2 separate regions of the Mus musculus genome follow, and region 2 is linked to region 1. The links are chromatin contacts, called in public promoter capture Hi-C maps. All regions are on one chromosome and are shown on one strand. Each heading gives the region's core, a stretch centred on a gene start, on an enhancer-like site or on the middle of the called end of the contact. The rest is flanking DNA. Distances are from core to core; before and after follow the strand shown.

Region 1 (6,372 bases), core at 2,282-4,781:
TCCAGCTCCATGGGATTGGATGCCCTCTTCTGGCCACCACAGGCACCTGCACTCATGTGCACATATCTACCCACAGACATACACATAATTAAAAAAAAAAAAACTAGTAATTTCAGACTCAGACTTTTAGGTCAGTGAGGTGGCTCAGTGGATAAAGGTGCTTGCTGCGCATGCCTGAAGACTTGCATTTGACTCCTGGAAGCCACTGTGGAAGGAGAGAATCACTCCTTAGCCTCTACACATGTGCCATTGTTTAAGCGCCTACCCATGTGCTTAAAACAATTTTTAAACAAGATTTGGAAAAAGATTCAGTTGCAGGAATTCATCCCTGTAATTCTAACCCTTAGAAGGTAGATGCAGGGGGCTGGTGAGATGGCTCAGTGGGTAAGAGCACCTGACTGCTCTTCCGAAGGTCTGGAGTTCAAATCCCAGCAACCACATGGTGGCTCACAACCATCCGTAACGAGATCTGACTCCCTCTTCTGGAGTGTCTGAAGACAGCTACAGTGTACTTACATATAATAAATAAATAAATAAATAAATCTTTAAAAAAAAAGGCAGATGGAAATATATTTAAAAAAAAAAAAAAAAAAAGAAGGTAGATGCAGGAGGATTGCTAATTGCTATCAGTTCGAAGTCAACCTGAGTAACATCGTGAGTTCTAGACCAGCCTGAGCTACAAAGTGAGACCTGATCAATAGCAAGACATGAAAAAGGGGGAGGGCCGTGATAGCTGGATGGGTAAGGGCACTTGATGCCAGATAGGGCTGAGGACCTGAGTTTGATCCCAGAGCGTACATGATGGAAAGAGACCTGAAGTTCTCTCTTACCTTCATTTGTCTGTTGTGGCATGTGTATGAGAATGTGCAAGCTCAACACATACACACACACACACCCCACACACAAATAAATACTCTAAAATTTAAAAACAGAAAGAAAATTCAGACTTTGTCCACATTTGTGGAGTTCTCAGGCTGTTAACTGCCTACCGTTTTTAGAGCACAGTTGGGACATTGCCCTTTTCTGGGAAACCCAGTATGGCCTCAGGGAAGCCATTCCCACATTCACACTCTGGGGCTTCCTCTCAGGAGATGAGCTGGCCCTCTGCCAGTTTGCCTCTGAGAACCAGGGCTTAGTCCATAACCCTGCACACACATGAGTCCTTCACTAGCCTTTTCTACCTCCATATGACATCTTAACAGACTGACACACCTCTCCAGATGCCTATAAGAACAACAGAAATTCATTTCTCACAGTTCTGGGAGTTGTGGAACTCAAGATCAGCGTGCTAGTAGGTGCTGTCTGTCAACTCTACTGTTCGGTTCTTAAGTAATATGCTGTGGTCTGAAGTCTCATAGTGCCACCAATCCAATTCATGGGGGGCCACACTGGTCGTCATCTAGTCTCCTCCTGTGCTAGTCACCTCTCTCACTGCTGTGACCAAATGACTGAGGAGTGGAAACTTAAGGAGAAGCCCATTTTAGCTTATAGTTTCAGAGGACTCAATCTATATTACTGTGGGAGAGGCATGGCAGCTTAAGCCAGAGGCAGCTAGTTACATTGTGTCCACAGTCTAGACCCAGAGAGCTATGACTCTCTGGGTGTTTGCCTTCAGTCCAGGCCCCCTGACCACGTGATGGTGCCACAAACATTTAAGTTCGGTCTTTCTACCTCACTTAACCTAATCAAGAAACTCCCTTACAGGTCTGCAGGGAGGTGTGTTTCAAAGGAGATTATAAAGCCTATCTCTAACTGACTCTGCCTCCCATGGTGCTGGGTTTAAAAGTATGCACCACGCATCTGCCATGTTATGTGATGAAAGAAAGAAAGAAAGAAAGAAAGAAAGAAAGAAAGAAAGAAAGAAAGAAAGAAAGAGAAAAGAGTGACACATTTAACAATGGGTGTGATTATGCATACTTGTGATCCTACCACCCCAGAGGCTGAGGCAGGAGATAGTTGTGAATCTGTGGCCAGCCTAGGCTATCTAGTAAGTTTCAGGTCAGATGTGGTGCTGGACTGAGTAGGGAAGAATTCACCTAGATGATGTAAACTGCAAAGCCTACTGTGCATCCTCTGGCTACACGGGACCATGAATAATTTCTGATTATTGGCAGGACTATTTGTCTGCAATGATATGGATTAGTTATTCTGAAATTACCCTCAGTGCATATTGTACCACAGAGCAGTTAAATGCAGAAGTAAATTATGAATAGTGGGAGACAGACTTTTCATTAGTATGGAAGGGAGTGCACACAGAAAAATGGAAAGCAGGAACCTTGTGGTGTTAGACTGCAATCAGAGTGATTGGTAGGAATTCCCAGTGTAGGTGTCCTGTGACTACTTAGAAAAAATTGCTTGTTTAGAAGCATGCTCTGGAGTATTTACACTAAAGGGGCATCATGTCTACAGCTGATTAAAAATGTCCCGGGAGAAAAAAATGGTCAGGTTGTTGGGGAGTGACCTCATGGGAGGAGAAAGAGGATCAGAGGGGGTCCTGGGGAAATATAACCGAAGTATGAAAATTTGAAAGAATATACATGTATGTGTCTCTCTCTGTATGTGTGTATACAGTGCTCAGAAGTCAGACACAGGAACATTCTCTGCTACATAGTGAGTTCAAGGCCAGCCTTGACAGGAGACCCTCCCCAAATAAGCCACTTTTGTCAACTTGGTAAGGGCAGTAAGGACAACATATATGAGCCTTGTTATAATAACTGGGCAAGGATAATTAGAGCAGTGTGCACAAGGCAAGAAGAGAGCAAAAAGTTTGGGGGTTGGGTAGGAAGAAGGGTACAGACATGTGGGGTATGCAGTCTTTAACTTCCAAGGATGAGAGGATGTTGATAAAATAGTGGCATCATCCCCTTGTTTGACCTTCCTGGGGCCAGAAGCGCCCAGAGATGCAAAAGGATTGAATAGGTATATGCTGGGGGCGGGGATCAGGAGATCTGGCCCTGGGGTTTCCCCTTCCAGAGTCTCCTGGGGGTCCGAGCTCTAAGCTCTTAGTTCCCCAAGTACCAAAGGCAACCCTATGCCCCACGCCCTAGGATGCAGCCCTGCTTCCTGACAGCGGTGAGGCCGCGACAGTCGGGCAAACCGACTAAGAAGGGAAAGTCCAAGCGGGTGATGTGTCAAGCCGCGGACACGGCTGACTTATTTGGACCCAGTGGTTAAATTACTCAGGCTCAGCCCACGGCAGGTGGTTCCGTGACCCTGCACCGCCCGCGAGGAGCGGGTCGCGGCGCCCCCGTGAGGGCCGACGCGAAACAGCGACGACTGGGGACTGTCCGACACTACATCGCCCCCTTACTACTTTAGTCAACCACACACAGCGTGAGTGTTGTGAAATGGACAGAGGTCACGCCTTCGGGGCGGGGTTACAGCACATGGGCGGGGCCTTTCTGGAGGAGTGGGGCGGGCTCAGTGTTTGGAGGAGGAGCCTTAGGAGGGAAGAGCGCAGATAGGAGGCGGGGCGACGATTGAGGGGCGGGAAGACGGGTCTTGCTAGTGGGCGGTGTGGGCGGGGCATGCGTGAAAGGGTGAGGTGCGTCCGCGCGAGGCGCATGCGTGCTAGGACCACCGTGGCAGCTTGAGGGCGGCCTAGAGGCCTGTCCGGGTGAGGGTGGTATGAGGAACCGTCAGGGCTGGGCAGGGGAGGAGGAGGAAGGTGTTGATCGTTGGGGAGGAGCGGATGTGGTGGGAGGGATGGCTGCGGCGGAAGCAGAGGGGACCTCGGGGGCAGGATGTCTCTTGGGAACAACGCGGGCCTTTCCGGTTGCTCCCTGGGTAGAAGACGCGAACTCTGAGTTCCGGGGAGGCCCCCCACTTTTGACTCAAGCAGAGACTGGGTGGCGTCTGCACCGGCCGTGCAAGTTGCTATGGGCAACCAGCTAGCACGTCTGGCGAGACCCACTTGGCGGGAGATGTTCCGGTTATAGAACCGAAGCATCTTAGGCCCCCGGTCCCTGCAGTGACTGTACGATGGCTCCCTGCACACTTCTTCAGCGACACCATCCACGTTGGACTAGGATGTGGAGGCCTTCTGACTTTCCACTCTGTCTCTTTTATTAGGGTGAAGGCCACACCCCTTTGCCAGACATGCATTGTCCTTAGAAAAACATAAATGGAAAAACAGCAGCTGGAGATTTCTCCTTTATAAAGGTAGGTAGACTGAATGGGGCCATGGTGATTTATTTTTTTTTTCTTTTTAAATTTCATCCTGTAAAAATAAAATCTCAGCCCAGATGTGCAGTACCGAGATGAGCTACACTCAGCGTAGTCTCTAGGATCCTTTCTAGTCAGTGTCACCCTCTTGAGCTCCAGAATTCAGAAGTTCACTGAGCACAGCAGTTAGCTTAAATTTCAAAATCAGTCGTTAATAAACTGAGAAATACAGAGAAACCCTGTCCCACCCCCCAACCCACCCCCAAAACAAAGCAGAACAAAAAACCAGCCAACCAACCAAACAAACAAAAATGGAAAAGGCCCTCAATTAGAAAACACAAACTAAATGGACAGAAACATTCATCTTTTTTTTCTTTTCTCACTCAAAAAGCGTCTGCTTGGTATGAAGGATGAACGTGCCACGTAGGGACTTGATAGGAATGGGGAAAGTCCTGTCACCATGAGTATGGCGTCTCATTGGTCATCTTAGATCTACCCCCGTGTCTTATGGCTGACAAGGTAAGCGTAAGGGGCTGAGATGGATCTTGCCAACCTGCAGTTAAATAACAGAACCATTACTCTTTTCCTTATTGAATATCTTTGAGTGACACTGGAAGGGATGCCGTTGATCCTGTGGACAAAGTGAGTCAGCTCAAAATATTATGATTGTTTTCAAATGACAGAGGACGTTGGGCATCAGTAGGATTTAAGAGTCACCGCTAGCCAGGCAGTGGTGGTGCACACGTTTAATCCCAGCACTTGGGAGGCAGAGGCAGGCGGATTTCTGAGTTCAAGACCAGCCTGGTCTACAGAGTGAGCTCCAGGACAGCCAGGGCTATACAGAGAAACCCTGTCTTGAAAAACCAAAAAAAGGAGCTGTTAGTTACTGTTTTTGAGACAATGTTGCTATATAACTCAGGCTGAGTGTCAACTTTCAATCTCCTGCCTCTGTCTCCTGAGTATTGGTTTACAGGTGTCGGCACTATGCCCAACTTGACAGTAGTTACTAGGATGGGAACAGCAGGCTCAGTGGGAGATACAAGAATGGTCTGAATGAATGGTTTTCCTTTTAATTCTTTCGTTACTTTCCCCCAATAAACTGATTGGACGCGGAGAAAACATTCTTTTTTATTTATTTATTTATTTTGGATTTTTTTTTTTTTTTTTTTTTTTTTTTTTTTTTGAGACAGGGTTTCTCTGTGTATCCCTGGCTGTCCTGGAACTCACTTTGTAGATCAGCCTGGCCTCGAACTCAGAAATCCGCCTGCCTCTGCCTCCCAGGTGCTGGGATTAAAGGCGTGTGCCACCACACCCGGCTGACAGCAAGCATTATTACACAGAGGAAATAAGAAAAAAAAAAGTAAGAAAGAAAGAGAATGAAAGAAAAATTAAAATTAAAAACAACCTTTTTAATTAAGTCAATCAGAATTCTTCCACTTAGAATTAATTACATGTGGATTCTAAAATACATATGCTTGTAGAAATACGTGTATTGGCATAGAATTAAATTGTAACAAGATTACAGGATACTATGAATCCTTACTTTTTTGTCGAAAATAAATACATCAATACAATTTTCACAGTAATATAAACACCAAAATATACGAGTGAATTTATTTTTCTTTCACTTAGCTGTGTTTTATAAAAATAAACATACTGTGTAAATGTAGCCATTTTCACAATTACTAATCTGAAATTTCACTGAAATCTGAAGTAAAGCACAACTATAGTCATTTTGTTTGTTTGTTTGGTTTTTGAGACAGGATTTCTCTGGGTAGTCCTCGGTGTTCTGGAAATAGTTTTGTAGATCAGGCTAGCTTCAGACCCAGAGATCTGCCTGCCTCTACCTCTCACCACCACCCTGCTTCACAATTTTTGTTTGTTTGTTTGTTTGTTTGTTTTTGTTTTTTGAGACGGTTTCTCTGTATAGCCCCGGCTGTCCTAGAACTCACTTTGTAGACCAGGCTGGCCTCGAACTCAGAAATCCGACTGCCTCTGCTCCCCAAGTGCTGGGATTTAAGGCCTGCGCCACCACTGCCCAACTCTGGGAAACCATTCTTAAGTGTGGCATTTGAAGACATTAGCAACTGGTCATTTATTCTTGAGAGAAAGTAGAAATGGGTTTGAGGGACGGGTAGTCTTCAGTATAGATGGATGGCATTTATATCTATCTGTCTTCTCGTGTTTTTTTTCTCCTTTTCTTTTTCC
Region 2 (6,372 bases), core at 1,146-3,645, 830 kb after region 1:
ACATACCAGAAAAATATGAAGCAAACAGTTACCACAAAGCACTCTCAAGACAATGTATAAAGAGAAGATTCCGTTGAATTTTTACATTAATAAACATTTCAACTTAACAATGCCAGACTTTATTTGAACAAATCACTTACGTCCTCATCTTTGGAATTCACTTTTAAATATTGACACTATGTTCATTTTTTTAAGTGACCACTTTAAGTTCATATAGTATAAATGACTTGAAACCTGTAGGTTTTGACTAGAGCATACTCTTAGATACAATGGGAATAGAAGACTGAGTTTTTTTTCCTATGGAAAATGGGCAGACACAGTACACGCCACCCCCAGGCCTGTGTGCAGACCCAACCTACTATACTCTCTGCCTCAATTCTCCCTCCTTGCCTTATGAGTAATCCAGCGGCGGCTACCAGGACCAGAGGAGATGGCAGATTCCCAGATGAGGAAACCTAGATCCCTGGATAAAGGGAAATAGTCTTTCTCTCACCGGCTTGCTTCTCTTCTATACTGACTGTACTAAAAATTATAAGAACTGAACATCTGTCACAGGGAAGCCACTGAAGTTTGTACTGTTCGCCACTTCTCAAAGCATTGGCTTAGTACGTTACTCTTTTATATCCTTGGAAACAACCTTTACGTAGAAAATCAATAGTTTTGGATATAAAACGATAATATTAAAATTTTCTCAATTTATACTTACTAACTTTGTATCCCACTGTAGAGTATGGGATGGCTTAACCTTTGCTGCAATTTTACCATACAATTTAATTTTTCCTTTATCCCTTTAAAAAATTATATATATATATATATATATATATATATATATATTACTAAGTTCTATGGTATTGGTCACAGACCGTTATGAGTTTCTCAATCAAACAAACATAGATAGAAGTACCTACCTCAAAAGTAATAACTATAGCCTGCTGGTTAAGCTGTAATCTTTGAAATATTATTTGAAACTCAGGTGGGGAAAGGAGGCTGAGGAGAGGGTGGAATGTCTGCACCTACCAATAAGCTCTCTCTCTTCCTCCGCCATTTCTTGAGCAGAATCTTGTGCAGAAGGGCGCGGGTCTGCTGGCGCACGTGCACACTTAGCTCCTTCATACTTGCCTCACCTGCTCATTAAGCAAACAAACAATAAACCAAAACCAGAAGCGGAGTTGGAAAAACCTTGACTCTATTTCTGACTCAAATATTTACCACACTTAAGAACTATAATGCAATGTAAAATATTAATGCAACGATTTAAGACTAAATTTACCTCAAATGCATTCTCTTTAAGCTATGTGGAGGGACGGGTGACGGTGATGATAGGGCGTGGTTATCATCACACTTCTACAATAAAACAGAACATTCCAATGGGGGGGGGGGACGCCATTAGGGTGCAGAACACATATAATAATATTTTAGATCAGAATTCAATGATGTGAATAAAGTAATCTCTTGGTTTCACCCCATCAACACTCATTTTTGTTCCTTGCATTTTAGGAAAAAAAAAAAACTAAACAAATCAACAACAAAATTTTGATTGCTTAAACTCGCCTGAATGATAAATTCATCGGATACAATCCCAGTGAAATATGTTCATAATACTTATCTTCAGATTTAAATATAATAAAAATTTAACTGAATAACTCTTACCAGAAGAACTGAGCTTTAAAATAATAATCAATACTCGAAATTACTTGATTCTGACTCACCAGAAGAATAAGGCTTCTCTCAACTTTGTAAATAGAAATGACACTCAAAATGCAGAAAGCAAAGTTCAAAATAAGTTAGGAAGGAAGGAAGGAAGGAAGGAAGGAAGGAAGGAAGGAAGGAAGGAAGGAAGGAAAAAAGAAAGAAAGAAAAAGAAGAGAGAGAACATAGTTTTACCCAGCAATTTTTCAAATAAACAAATTTTAAAACCCATTTTAGTTTTCATGATCTTTCAATTTAATCTTTCCTAAATTTACATGACAAAATGCAATACAGTTCTTTCCTTGGCTACAATGGAAGCAAGCTAGAATCTACAGCTGTATTTTCGAAATAAAATTCGGTTGGGGCGGGGGAAATAAAAATTAGCTCTTAAATCACTTTAAGATACTTAAGTGTCTACAAACCATCTGAATAACAGATTGAACTTGGCAATATCCACCCATTTATTCGGCAGAGCACAAAAACAGCAGTAAGCTTCACTCACTACTGAGGAATATTCGCACTCCCGGAACAGGCAGGCTTCTTTTCCTAGTGCATCCCTTTGAGCACTTTCTCTCCTTCCGTAAACATTTCTTAAGTAGGTGGCTGCTCTCCGCGGTTCCTTTGCACACTGCTTTCCGAAAGGGGATGTGGTCACTCCAGGCTGCACATGATGAATCTGTTTTGTTTTCTGTGTCCTCTCTCTCTCTCTCTCTCTCCTGGGAAAACCCTGTTCTGTGATTGGTTGAGAATAAAACAAACCCTGTGTCTGTTCATTCACCCCCTTTCAACTCCGGAAAAAATAAAGCAGATAAGGAAAACTTGCTCAAGCCCTTCAGATATGATGAGATCAAGATTGGAAAGAAGACAAAAAATCAAAATAAAACAAAACAAAAACAAAAACAAAAAAAAAAAAAAACCAACCCAACAACAACAACAAAAACCCTAGAATAAAAATGTTATCTAAGGACTTGTATGAGAAATACAAGTTTTCATGATTTCTCACTCTGCATAGCTAAACATAGACGTCAGTTTTCAATTTGGCAAACTCACACTAACTGGGAAAAGTTGCTGAAGCTGGGAGTTTCTCTTCTTTTCTATTTTTTCCTTTAAAGGTAAAGCAATCCCTATCTCTGCCTTGGAGATAGTCTGACGGTAGACAAATGAAATACTATTTTAAAACATGTTTCTCCTACTCTGGTCACAGCTGTGTGGGATTTTATGGGTTAAGTACATTAATAAAATAGATTTATCTTGTGACTAAAATACATAAAAGATTTCCAATTTTTATGCACTAATACTAGCCTACCTGAACTCCATTCTGTCCTTGCTGCACAGTGTATCTGAAAGGCACTGAAAACTTTTGACCCGCCACAGCAAATGTCAAAACAGAAAAAGCGAAGTCCAGGAGTTGAGAAATCTCAAATATTTGTCAGGACTCTTTTATCCACATGTGTTACTAAATCTAAATCAGAGAGATGTTCCAGAGTATAGGGGACAAGTTTAAGACAGTAACAGTTCCAGCCATGATAATATACTTGGCAGTTAATTCTACTTTTAAAAGTAGACACAAGTGAAATAGCGTGCCTTTTATCTTGAAAACTGTCAAAACAAACATGTTAACAAGGGTATTCTAAAGGCCTCAGGACTGTAGGGGGAAAATGTCACAACACTTAAAAAATTTGTTTCGATAGTAGAACGAATCTTTTGAAGTAGCCTAGAATATAATTCAGATTTCTATTAATTTTATTGCCATAGTTGTTTGATTCTTTATATTCTATTTTTTGGTAGCTAATGCTTAATGAAAAGTTCTTTCTTAGAAGTTTTATATTGTGCATTTAATTGCTAGGGTTTTTTTTTTAATTTCTTGTTTGTCTGTTTTGCGCTCATAAATTACATCCTAACCCCAGTTTCCTCTACTTCCACTCCTTCCAGTCCCTCCCCCACATCTCCCCTCTTCCCAAGTTCTAGTCCTCCTCCATTTCCCTTCAGAAAGGAGCAGGCCTCCCAGGGATAGCAATCAAATAGGCCATAAAAGTTCAGTAAGTCTAGGCGCATGCACTCATAGGCTCAGCGCATGCATTCATATCAAGGCTGGATGAGTCGAGCCAACAGGAGGAGAAGGGTCCCAAGGGTGGGCAAAAGAGTCAGAGGCAAATCTTTTTTTATTCTGCTTTTCTTAAAATTTTATTAAAACTCACAGCTTTAATAACATCAATTTCTTAAATATATTTACTGCTTTCTCGCTGTTTTATGTATGTGTTTTATTGGCCTATTTTTCTCATATTTATTTGAGATAGTGTCTCTCACTGAATTGGAGCTAGGCTGTTCTCTTTAATATGCCTCATTTATTGTGGTGACACTATTTTTAACTTTGAATGTAAAGATAATCCTACAAATAGCGACCTAACATGATGAGGAAGACAGACGCAGCCTCCAGCTAGGACCTGGAAATATTGGGAAAAATATATTCCAAGTTAGAAATTGAGATGTATAACTAAACTTAAAAATAATGAATAAAGGGTGGTGGCGCACGCCTTTAATCCCAGCACTTGGGAGGCAGAGGCAGGCAGATTTCTGGGTTCGAGGCCAGCCTGGTCTACAAAGTGAGTTCCAGGACAGCCAGGGTTATACAGAGAAACCCTGTCTCAAAAAACAAAAACCAAAAAACAAAAACAAAACAAAAAACAAAAACAAAAACAAAACAAAACAAAACAAAACAAAACAAACAAACAAAAAAGAATAAAGGATACTAAAAAGTAATAAACAATTGGAAAACTAAGTGAAGAGTGAGGGTATACCCAGTAGGTTCTAAAACCAAAAAGAGAATTTAAAATTTCGTCATGAGTAGCATTTCAGGTAACGAAGTACATCTGGAATATATTGGATTAAGATCTAGGCCTCTGGTGTCTCAGTTTTTCTGTGATTCAGTCTTTAACACTGACAGGTGGACAATCTACAACTCATTTTCCTACAAGAATCTAGGTGTGCTGCATGACTGCTAAATACAGTCTAGAAAAAAAAATCTCACATCTTCTATTCCAGGGAAGAATATGGATATAGATGTTTTGTCCAATCACTGCGATATATAGAAAATGAAAACCCAGGGATAGAGAGGTGGCTTAGAGGGTAAACGCATGTGCTCAGATCCCAACACCAATATAAACAAACAGAATGAGACCGCGCATGTGCGTACGAGCTACCACTACAGAGGACTTACTGATGCTTACTGGCCGCTTACTGGCCTCCAGCTCAGCAAATCCAGCCAGAGACTCTGTCTCAAAGAAATAAGGCAGAGCATGATAAAGCGGACACCTAGCGCTTTTCTCTGGCCTCCTCTGGCATTCCATCCACACATGTGTACACACATGACATTCGTGCACGTAACATACGCGTTTAGATTTTTTTCTTTTATTTTTTTGAGATGATTATATAGTGCGCCACTGCGTCCCGATCCTTTCTCCCTCCAAACATTCCCATCCAGCCCGCTTTCAAATCCATGGCCTCTTTTTCATTAATTCGTGTTACAACACAATTTTTAAAGATAAATAATACATGCCTCTCCCATACAATACATTCTGATCACAGTTTTCCCTCTCTCCGCTCATCCCAGTTCTCCCTCCCTTTCCCGCCCCCGGCCCCCAGATCGACTTCCTCCATTTCCCTACTGAAAAGAGCAGGCTTCCAAGAGACAAAAATTAATCAGGACAAAACAAAATATAATGAAACAAGGTAAAAGCCCTCATATCAAGACTGGACATGGCAACTCAATAGGAGGAAAAGAGTCCCAGGAGCAGAGTCATCTAAAGAGTCCCAAAGAGTCACCCCTCTCACTGTTAGGAGTCAGACAAAAAGCACCAAGGTAACTCTATAACATTTGTGCAGAAGACCTGGTACAGACCTTTGAAGGCCCTGTGCTTAAAAAGAAGAGAAAATGAAAACTTAAAGAGTGGATGTGTGCACATGTGTTTCATTTGTCATATTTCAGGTGCAGTAGACAGGAGAAGATCTTAATAACAGGGACAATATCATAGCAGTTAGTTTGTATGCCCTGGAAGAAAAGTTAGTACTGTGATCTTACAACGTTTCTCTAAACACTTCCCTCTCAATATTTTTTCATCCATTAAAATGAGAAAAAGAAATGTTGACATATGTATGAAACATATATATATATATATATGATTATTGTGGGGATTAAATTCATTAATAATGTCTAAAAAATTGTAAATACAAATTTTCCCTAAAAAAAAAATGGTTATTTCAGTGGTGGCACATGCCTTTAATCCCAGCACTTGGTGAGCAGAGGCAAGGGGACAGACAGGGCTACACAGAGAAACCCTGCCTCAGGTGGAAAATAGTTATATGCTCTGATTGTTCTTGTTCTCTTGATATCATTAGCATTCCTGGAATCCCACAACGAAGACTTAAGCAAGTCAGTAGAATGGAGAATGGAGGGTGGTGGTGGCGTTCACTAGTAGACTAAGAACTGAAGTTAACAGACACTGTAGCGTAATAGACTATATAGAATTTACACTTCAATCTAAGAAACTATGTAAATTAGCTAAAATAGGAGAGAAAGAGGATAACCCATTAGAATGCATAAAATTTTAAAAATAGCACTAATAATTGAGATTTAAAAACTTATACACTTAGAGCAGATTATAGTTAGGATCTTTAGTATTTTTT

The links. Promoter capture Hi-C pulls out the DNA fragments that hold promoters and counts their contacts.
Region 2: a promoter capture Hi-C map of hippocampal neurons shows a contact between it and region 1, with 4 times the contacts expected there. The contact joins the promoter of Abca6 here to the promoter of Amz2 in region 1. A contact is called at or near these places in 1 of 39 promoter capture datasets (hippocampal neurons) and 1 of 115 datasets of contacts at active chromatin or transcription factors (stem cell-derived neural progenitor cells).

What each region holds. Positions count from the first base shown.
Region 1 is chr11:109,422,415-109,428,786 of GRCm38.p6, forward strand. It overlaps Amz2 (archaelysin family metallopeptidase 2), which reads left to right and starts at 3,532. Exons shown (of 9, transcript NM_025275.4): 1 at 3,532-3,616; 2 at 4,072-4,161; 3 at 4,556-4,683. The coding sequence starts at 4,672.
Region 2 is chr11:110,249,381-110,255,752 of GRCm38.p6, forward strand. It overlaps Abca6 (ATP-binding cassette, sub-family A (ABC1), member 6), which reads right to left and starts at 2,396. Exons shown (of 39, transcript NM_147218.2): 1 at 2,192-2,396; 2 at 1,018-1,124. The coding sequence starts at 1,113.